2 separate regions of the Mus musculus genome follow, and region 2 is linked to region 1. A link is a contact called in public HiChIP or PLAC-seq data. All regions are on one chromosome and are shown on one strand. The core of a region is the stretch at or near the end of the contact, and the rest is flanking DNA. Distances in the headings are between cores, read along the strand shown.

Evidence for each region. HiChIP or PLAC-seq counts read pairs in DNA pulled down with a chosen protein or histone mark.
Region 2: an H3K27ac HiChIP or PLAC-seq map of embryonic stem cells shows a contact between it and region 1, with 4 times the contacts expected there. The contact joins two enhancer-like sites. A contact is called at or near these places in 1 of 484 Hi-C or Micro-C datasets (embryonic stem cells) and 6 of 115 datasets of contacts at active chromatin or transcription factors (differentiating embryonic stem cells, embryonic basal ganglia, embryonic stem cells and 2 more).

What each region holds. Positions count from the first base shown.
Region 1 is chr1:88,837,419-88,842,121 of GRCm38.p6, forward strand. No RefSeq gene overlaps it. Among named protein-coding and RNA genes, the nearest start is that of Platr5, 85 kb to the left of the region's middle. Within about 2 kb of position 2,868, at least 83 of the 459 cell types and tissues checked have an H3K27ac peak or open chromatin away from gene starts, as enhancers often do. A contact at or near this core is called in differentiating embryonic stem cells and embryonic stem cells, where this site is marked.
Region 2 is chr1:89,090,264-89,094,906 of GRCm38.p6, forward strand. The region is part of intron 1 of Sh3bp4 (SH3-domain binding protein 4); the gene reads left to right. Among named protein-coding and RNA genes, the nearest start is that of Gm34331, 11 kb to the right of the region's middle. Within about 2 kb of position 2,653, at least 101 of the 459 cell types and tissues checked have an H3K27ac peak or open chromatin away from gene starts, as enhancers often do. A contact at or near this core is called in differentiating embryonic stem cells and embryonic stem cells, where this site is marked.

The sequences.
Region 1 (4,703 bases), core at 1,618-4,117:
TGTGCTGTTTTGTGATGAAGTCACTTGAATGTGGGCTCCCCTGGAGGGTCTGTGAGGACCCTGAAGAAGGCTTCCCTCTACCTGGGCTGAGGTGGGGCTCAGCAGTGCTGGGAGGACATCCTAGCTCACTGGAACTCTCTCTTTAGGATAATGAAGAGGCAGCCAGCCACCGGTTCTTTGGGGAAAGAGGTATGATGTCAGAGCTGGGGAGATCGGCTCACACTCCTCAGGATAACAAGTAAAGCAATGCTCCTGCCTCATCACTGGCCTTCCAGAGAGCAAGAGCATCAAGACTACAGCTAGAACCTCCCCTTTTCCCCTTCTGCACATACAGCTGACACCGGAGAAACAAACAGCAGCCACTGGCCCCAGCCTCGAGGTCAGGAAAGGAAAGGCCAGTAGGGAAGTAGGCTCTCTGTCTCTGTGTCTGTCTCTGTTTCCTTCTCTCTGTGTCTGCGTCTGTTTCTCTATGTGTCTGTGTCTTTCTGTATTTCTCTTTGTCTGTCTGTCTGTCTGAGCTAGAGTTCCATCCTTTTCCTGACTTCTCTAAGCATCCTTTGTTCCTCTGGCTAAAGTTAGAACTTTATGTGTGAACTTTCATTTCCTTGGTGTGGGTTGAAGTGGGTGGAAGACCTCCAGCCTTGGGGATGAAATAGCCTTTCTAGCCTAGCCTTTCCCAGTAAGGCCAATGCACATGGTCCTCCCCTTCTCAGCCCTGAGACTACTGGAGGCTTAGCAGGTGGTACTGGGGTTTCAGAGTTTTCTGTATATCCTCGGGATGCAGGCTTCTCTTGGTGGTCCCATGCTGAAAGACAGCAGAAAAAGGTTGGAATGCGGTTCTTCCTGACTCTACTGGCCCAGTGTGCCCTCATCATCTTGCCCCCTTCTTCACAAATACCAATAGGCTACCACCTATATCCCAGAACCCCAAACCCAACTTGCTACCCATTCCTAGGCAGGAGGATGAGGGGGCTGCTGTAGGACGTAGCCTCAGATCCATGGTACCAGAATTAAAGCTGTGGCCAGTCCTCTCTCCTGGTGACTCAAAGGTGCTTTTCGTTGTTCATTTGTCTGTCGGCAAAAGTGAAGCAAGATAAAAGTTCTCACCAAGATGAAGAAGCTACAATCCATCCCGGCTTAGACTTTTTAAAGTGTCTCATAGGAGCTTTGCATGCCAATCAGCTTATCATCCAAATTGCAACATTGTTTTCTGTGTACTCCTCCCCATTCCCCAGCATTACTCATGGGGACAAAAACAAAACAAAACAAAACAAAAAAACAAAAAACAAATCCACACCAGCTGCTAAATCAAGCATGCTCCGGCAGCATTCATCCCAATACATACCAGGGATGCTAGCCAGAGAGACACCCACCCAGACGTTCCCTAGGCGACCCCAGAATGACACTGCAGTTCTTAGAGCACAGCACAGCCCACACTGAGGTGGTCCTTTGTGCTTCTCCATGTGTGTGAATAGCAGAGTCCCCTGAGGCAGGTTCCCTGGGCCATTTGTACGAAGAGGGGGCACATTCCCACAGCTCCCGGCTCTTCACTGTTCCCCGTTTCATCCCAGGGTCATGTGGCAGGCAATTCTTTTATGATTGTCTTTTCTCTGCACTGAATGGTGCCAGAGCGTCTCCCATCGATCTGACTGAGTTAGGAGAACAGCATGTATAGAGTTGGAACCAGCTTTAGGATAGATCAGTTTTCATCAGTCTCTCAGTCTCTCATAGGAGAAGGAGCACCGGCTCTCCATCAATCCTCAGAAGAGGGCAAAGAGATGTCCATTCCTATCCGGATAAAGTGTTGATATGTGTGCTCTTTAAGTGGACGGAGAGGAATTCTGCTTCCAGTCTCCAGAGTAACACTAACCAACCCTGGGCTTCGGCATCCTTCAGGAAGACTGGGTGAAGGATGGAGTCTTTGGAAAGAGCCCATTACTATATGTAGCTGTCATCATGTTCATGACCAGTCCTTAACTCTAAGCTAAGCTTGTACTTGGTTTGCACTAGGTTGAAACCCTGGAATAAAAAAAAAAAAAAAAAAAAAAAGCTTTGGGGGAAGGGAGTCTCAGGAGTAGCCAGAGATCATTAGTTTCCAAAGCTGTCTGTTGTGCTTTCTCCTTATGCCAAATCCTACACACCTGTGTCCTGCAGCAAAGCCAAGGCTGCTTAGGGAGCAGCAGGAGCAGGTGGGGGTGCCCCCAGGCTGTCCTGCACCTCCCTCCACGATGTTCTGAAAGGATTGTTTACTCCTGCAAGCAGAAGCAAGCTGCTAAATAAATTCAGTTGTCTCCTCTGAAACACCTGGGGCATTTGCTATGAATACAAACTACCGGGGCTGCACCTCCCCTGAGGCTCAGGGGGCCTGGGTGGGGCCCAGGACTCTGAATACTGAAAGCACCTTGGTGGATGGCAGCTGGGCAAAATCCGTCCAGCTCCAGGCACTGGCATCTTAAAGAAAAAAGAGGAACCTGAAGAAGACCTAACTCAGTTGCTTTGCTTTCTGAAGAAAAGACTTTGATTGAGAGAGGGGAGGGGTGGAAGGGAAGAGAGAGAGAAGGGAGTGGTTGAGAGGGAGTATGTGATCAGTAGGGTGGACCCCAGAGGAGACCATCTTTTTGGCAGAGAATCCACGGTCTGCACTGCTAAAGTAAGAAGCCAGGGGTGTGTTTCTATGAAAGGCTCGAAACAAATAAACTTACAATGAAGAAAAGCAGAGGCAGGATTTGTGTCATGGGTACAGAAAGAACCTCTGTGCAGGGAAGGCGGCTTTGAAAAAGCAAATGTTAGTGAAAGATGCTATACATTAGAGGAAGCTCCCGGGGCAAATCCAGCTGAGAGCACAAGGCCCCTTCTGTCCAGCCATCTGCAATCCCTGTCTGGATGCCCACACAGAGCAGGGAGTGTGAGGCCTAATGGCTTTGGGGCTCAAATGAAAAGGAAACAAAGCGATTCCGGAACAAAAGGACTGCAGTCTGAAAGCAGTCTTGGGAGAAAGGGCTCTGTTGAAGAGCATTCCTTCCAAATGGCACCAAATCGGGGCACACAGCTAACTCACTGTGGAGACTCTCCCTCGGACTCACTTCTCTAAGCTCCTGGATCAGGAGGGGCTTGGGTAGGCTCAGGAGACTCCCTGTGAGTTGCCAGGGGTACTAGAGGGAAAGTGAGGATACCCTTGGAGTTACAGCCTCTGATCCCCAGAGATCGCCCACAGGCCGGGCACCCTCCTCAGTCCCGCTGAACCAGAGTTATTAGGATCAGAGCCTGGGCCTAGAAGCCCTAAGAGGGCAGGCTTTACCTCTACGCCCATCACTGGTAGCCTGAAAAGGTGACAGGAGACAAGCGCTTCCTCCCACCAGTACTAAGCTCCCAGCCTTCTTTTTTTTTATTTTTTTATTTTTATTTATTTATTTATTTATTTATCAGTGAGGGATTCCTGGGAAATTTTGATTTGAGAGATTCCATTGTCTCAAGAGTCTGGTAGCCAAAGGGAGGAGTATGTATGTCCTCCTAGAATATCTTTCCTCTTGCCAGGGACGTTGCAGGAGGATCCAGAGCAGAGCAGAGGTCTTGAATCATCTGCCTGTGGCGTTTGACGGAGATTCCTGGCAGAAAGTGGAGCTCTCTAAAGGCTAATACGTAATCATTATTCCTGAGACTCTGGACCTTCCCAGAGCCTTTCTACTGATTGCCTTTTGAAGAGTTGTTGATAGACAGAAGAAGCAGGGTCTCTCTGGACTCTTCCCCCACAGTCCAAGTCATTGGTAGATCATCAAACAGGGTCCGAGCTCTCCAACCATGTGGGAAATACTGAAAGCACCTTGGTGGATGGCAGTGTACTTAGCTCTGGATTTCTAATTATATATCCCACCATGTAACAACAGTACCGAGTCCAGGAGATTTGCCCACAGGTAATGACACAGCTGAGATAAGAGCTCAGGCACCCTGACTCACATGGCCCAGGATTCCTGCTACATCAGCAAATTTCTGAATTACGGGATTTTTTTTCCCCCTTGAGTAGTCAAATGACATTTAATCTTTTCCCGTGCTTGATGAGATGGGTTGAATGAGAAATGTTTCTTGTAGGCTTTTTGTATTTGAGTATTTGGTCCCCATTTGGTGGTGGTGTTTCGGCGGGGGGGGGGGGGGGGGGGGGAAGGGTGGCATGTATCATGGAACCTTTAGAAAGGCAGAGCCTTGCTGGAGAAGGTACATCACTAGGGGCGGGTTCTGGGCATTTATAGCCCCCACCCATCTCCAGTTCATTCTCTCAGCTTCATGTGTCTGATAGAAGATGTGATCTTACAGCTTCACGCTCCAGCTGCCTATTATTGTCACCCCTCACCCTAAGCCCCCACCCCCGCATGTTATACATTCCTCTTCTGCTACATAAACCAAAATAAATTCTTTCTTCCATCATTTGGTCATAACGTTTTATCATCCAACAAAGAAGTAACTAAGACACTTAGAGTTTTCTGGAAATATTTAGTTAAGTCTCTACAATTACACTTTACAATGCTCCCACCCCACCTCCAACCCCTACTGCTTTGCAAAACCCTCCTGAGTATGGGCAGAACCCGAGAGTTGTCTATCAATATTGACACATGCAAAAGGTGACCGGTGAGCCTCTCTTCAGTAGGCCTCGCTGGTATGGGAAAAGAGAAGGGATTGTCAGGGAAGACCTTGACTTGACAAGGAAAGAG
Region 2 (4,643 bases), core at 1,403-3,902, 250 kb after region 1:
GTTCCTCCTCTGATTCTTCTGTTTGTACACACCCTTCTTCAACGCACACACAAGTGTTTAACTCCCAAGACCTGGGCTCGCTCTGTATGCCGACTAACCCCATCTGACTTAGCAGGTGCTTTGATGCGCCTCCCTTTGTGAAAAACCACAAGGACCGCGTTCACCTGTTCGTTGGCTCAGCTAGTATCTGAGGTGTGAGGGGCAGACACAAATGCCCCTCTGAGCCCCCCACCAGACCCCGGGCCCCTTCACAGAGGCTCAAGTCATCCGGTTCATGCGACACTCCGTGGTGAACCCTCCTAGCCTCCTTCCTCATTGCAGACTGGTGTCTCTCCTCGAGCCTGTTTTGGGAGTGTTTGATTGGACACTCTTACACACAGAATGCAGCTTTGTGTGACTCCTAGCTTCCGGCAGTCAACTGGTGTTTTCAGTTGCCAGAGATGCACAGACACCCCAACAAGAAGATGCTTCAGGGTCCAAGCGAGTCTTATAGCTGTGGCGCCTGTAGTTAAGACAGGTGGGGCGATCCTTGAGTACACTCACCCCACCTGGGAGGAGCAACCTCGCCTCAGAGAAGAATCCGAGGCCGCTGTTGAGGTTTAGCAAGGAGGGCAAAGAGGATTTCCGGGCAGTGGTGTGGGCTTGAGCTGGCCTGGTTCTCTTTCTGAGCAAGATAAACAGTAATGAGGGATGCCCAGCAGGAACAAGCTGAATTTTCGGAGGCTCTCAGTGGCTGTTGTCACTGCCATGCAAGGGACCAAGGAAGGTGACCCCCTAAACATATAGACAGAATGCAGGACATCAGTGTGGTCATTGAAGAGTCACAAACAGAGAGCTCTCGTCCAGACTTACACAGCCACTGCTGGCACAGACCGACTTCAGCCTGTCCTTCCTGTCCCCCTGTTTCAGATGTAGTGTTCTTCTAAAATATTTTAAATTTTAATTTTTTTATGCCTATGAGTATTTTTTTTTCCTGCATGAGTGTGACTGGTGTTGATGGAGACCAAAGCAGGGCATTAGATTCCCTGCAGTGAGAACTACAGATGGTTGTGAGCTGCCATGTAGTTGCTGGGAATCAAACCCTGGTCCTCTGAAACAGCACCAAACGCTGAGGCATCCATTGAGCTCAGTCAGTCCGTTTATCTGGTGGATCTTAAGTAATGCGGAGAGCTATTCCCGACCTTGTTGTGTTGTCGACCATCCTCTGCTTGTTTACATTTGTACCACACAGAGTTCACTCTCATGGTCTCTCCTGTCTCTGGCTGCCTCTTATAAGATTAGTTCCTCTGAAGATATTAGATCCTCAGACTGGATGCATGCACAAGTTGAAAGCAGGAGGAGCAGAAGTTCAAGGCCATCCTAAGCTATATAGGGAGATTGAGGCCAGCCTGGGCTACATGAATCTCTGTGTCAAGTCAAAACAAAACACAACAAAAGGTGAGTGTCTCTCTGTGGTTAGGTGAGTGAACTTGCTTAATAACTCGTTGGCTTTGTTCACAAACTCCCCTGAGGTGGGACGAGGGTGGTCTCGTACAGGCACAGCAAGGAAGCCACAAACCACTATTAGCTCCAACCAGGTGATCAGGTTGAACCTTGATGAGACCCTGACCTTGTTTGAGAGAGAGGCTTAGACCCCAGAAGATGGTGTCTTCGCTCAGCTAAACCAACCCTGCTTCCTGAGCCACTGAAATGGAGAAATGTCCAACCTTTGTTATCTGTGGTCATTTGCTGTGCAGAGCTGGGTTCCTTTTGACCCACCAGGCTGTCCTTGGGTTCACCTGTGTGAATTATCCCCACCTTTGCTGTGGGGATTTTTGAAGCAGGACTACCTGTAGGATGGTAGAATGTGACAGGGAAGCGCTTTGTCTGCCCCAGCATGCAAACTGCCAGTGGAAATCGGATCCTCTGCACACACCTCCCCCCACCCCCACCAGCTATTCCTCTGCATCAAGCTCCACACTGACCACCTTGTGATATTGGAGCTGGTCCGCCCGGGGTGATGTGTATCTGATAGACTTTCAATGCAGGTACATCTGCCTCCCCTCCCCCAGACTCATGTTATTATTCTCCTTTGTTCCAACTAGATTTTTTACATGGTTTCGGTTCACTTTTCTTACTGGATCCTACAAAGTCTTGGAATTTACTAGAACTAGGCAAAACGCGCTGGTTCTTAGAGTGTTCTTTCACTGCGGGGGGGGGGGGCACTCCACCGTGCAAGGCTTTAAAACAGAATGAGACTCCTTGGAACCCTTCTGTCCCAGGGGATGCTTGGCAGGATTGTTTTCTAGGTTTTCCCGGCCATGACCTGAGTGCTCAGGCCCTGGACTCCACTCTGGCTGGAGTAGAGTGATGTTTGTGGTGCATCCTCCTTTGAGAAGGCCTGCCTGAGAGCTGCTTTTTCTCTGGGCTCCCTGGAGGTGGCTGCAAAGGAATGTGGGCCCCTGGCTGAGTGTTCCAAACGCGCGCGCGCGCGCGCGCGCACACACACACACACACACACACACACATTCCTGGAGCAAAGTTAAAATTAGAAAAAAAGCTGCCACATTTCCTGCCATTCAGGCAGTCGCTGGTGTTTGTTTGCACAAAGGTTCTTCGGTAACAATCTGGAGTGGGTTTGGGAGGATGGAGCGGTTGAAGTCATGATTTTCAGGAGGGAGGTGAGCGGTTTCCATGGCGACCTTTGTTGTGGGCGTCACCCAGCTTTTGAGTCCCTGCACAATGATACTGGAATGGAAAAATGCTGTCAAACAACTCCTTTTGATAGTTCACAAGAAAAATTTAATTTTACTTGTTTCTTTCTAGAAGGCAGATGCAAAGGGGAATGAGCACAGCTGACTGCCCCTCTTTTTAAATGACCTTTAGCCTCCACTTTCTACCTACGCTGGGGTGGGGGGCACCATCCCTAATGTACTTGTCAACCAGAATCCTCCAGGTTCAGCAACTTGTCTGCACCTAGGGTATGAGAACCTAAGTCTGTGTCCATACTGTGAACACCCAGCCATCATCTTTGCAATAGTGCCTGCTAGAATCCAGAGGCTTCCTCGTGCACAAGAGATCAGGACAAAGGTCTTGTCTCAGAGAACACTTTTCCTGGAGATACAGGGACAAGGGGGAGGTGCGTTTGTGCAAGAAGGAGAGGCAAGTGAGGCTGGGAGGGGGTTGGGCAGTAAACTAAGTTTGCTAGAGTGTGCATCCCGAAAGATACCCAAGCCCTAGTGTCTGTGACCATTACCTATTAGAGCAAAGGGGCCTTTGCAGATGGGAGGAGCCTGGGGTGTCAGGATTTCTTGGTATTTTCATTAATAAAGAACTGATAAAGAAGAGATTCAAGAGCCTCCCGCCAGCATCATTGGGTGCTGAGATCCCTGGGAGAGACAGAAAACCAGAGAGTCTAGGATAGGGCAAGGTTGTTCTTTTCATCTAGCAGGGTGGCTAGATGAATTCCTTTTAGGGGCGACCCTACCACCGATTACCTTCTGCTAGGCCCCACCTCTTAGAGAATTTACCTTTTCTTAACATCTCCAGTCTGGGAGACTTAAGGTTTCAGCATTCAGACCATGTCCAGGCCGTACCATGCATGGTTCCTACTTCTGCCCTACATGCAAACACATGTGTCTTTGTAAGAGGTGGTGGAGGGAGGTTCAACCACAGGAACTGATGACAGATACGGACTAAATGAGTGTGCTTTGGGTACCAGAGGCAGGGAGATTGGTAAACTCGAGAAGCTAAAAAAGGGCAGAGAAAGGATTTGTAAGTCTAACCCTCCCTGTTCACCCTGTCTCCTTGGCTATCTCCTTGGCTTTACCCCATAAGATTGGGTTCAGATTTCTAGCCCCTAAAACTACATGGGATAAACCTGTGCTATAGCAGCAATAGGAGAGACAGGAGTGTGGGAATCCAAAGACGTGACCACTACACAGAGCCTTCCTTCCTTCCATACTGTGCGCTTCCCTGCGGATTAGCCTAGGATCATGGCACCTGCATTAGTATCCAGACCTAGCTGACAGCCCCAATCCCATCACCTCTGGTGATCTTTAACCTGGGAGTGATCCATGGTGATTGTATATATTATTGACGAAAAACCATCTCTTGGAGTACAGGCGACACTTGCTCTCTCACCTCCGATTTAGCAGGGGTATAAATGTGTTGTATTAATGGAACAAAATATTTGCATGACTTTTTAAATTGGTGTGTGTGTGTGTGTGTGTGTGTGTGTGTGTGTGTGTGTGTGCACCAACAATACAGAGTCACCCTCCAGCATTGACTAGAACCAGCCAGGAGTGCTGTTTTGTGTGTGTATATCAGCCTTGTTTGTGTCTTGGCAAAAAGCCAACCCAGTGACCTAGAGCCAGCTGTACATTTCCCATCTGTTCCAGACTGCGACCCCCCCACCCCCACCCCCAGAGGCAGAGCCTGGTATTTTAGATGGTGACTTCTCTCAGGAACAGGGTTTGGGGCACCAGGAAGATGAGGTGAGAGAGGAAAACAGCAAGAGGTGAACTGCTGAACGAGTGACCTTGTGGACACGGAGGCTGCACGGGTCTGGGACCTTCTTGAGGAGCTGTGAGACCATACCTGGGAGTTGTTCCTGGAGGGAGGGAGCATGGATCCTAGGGTTTCTTTGGGGTGTTTACTGAGGC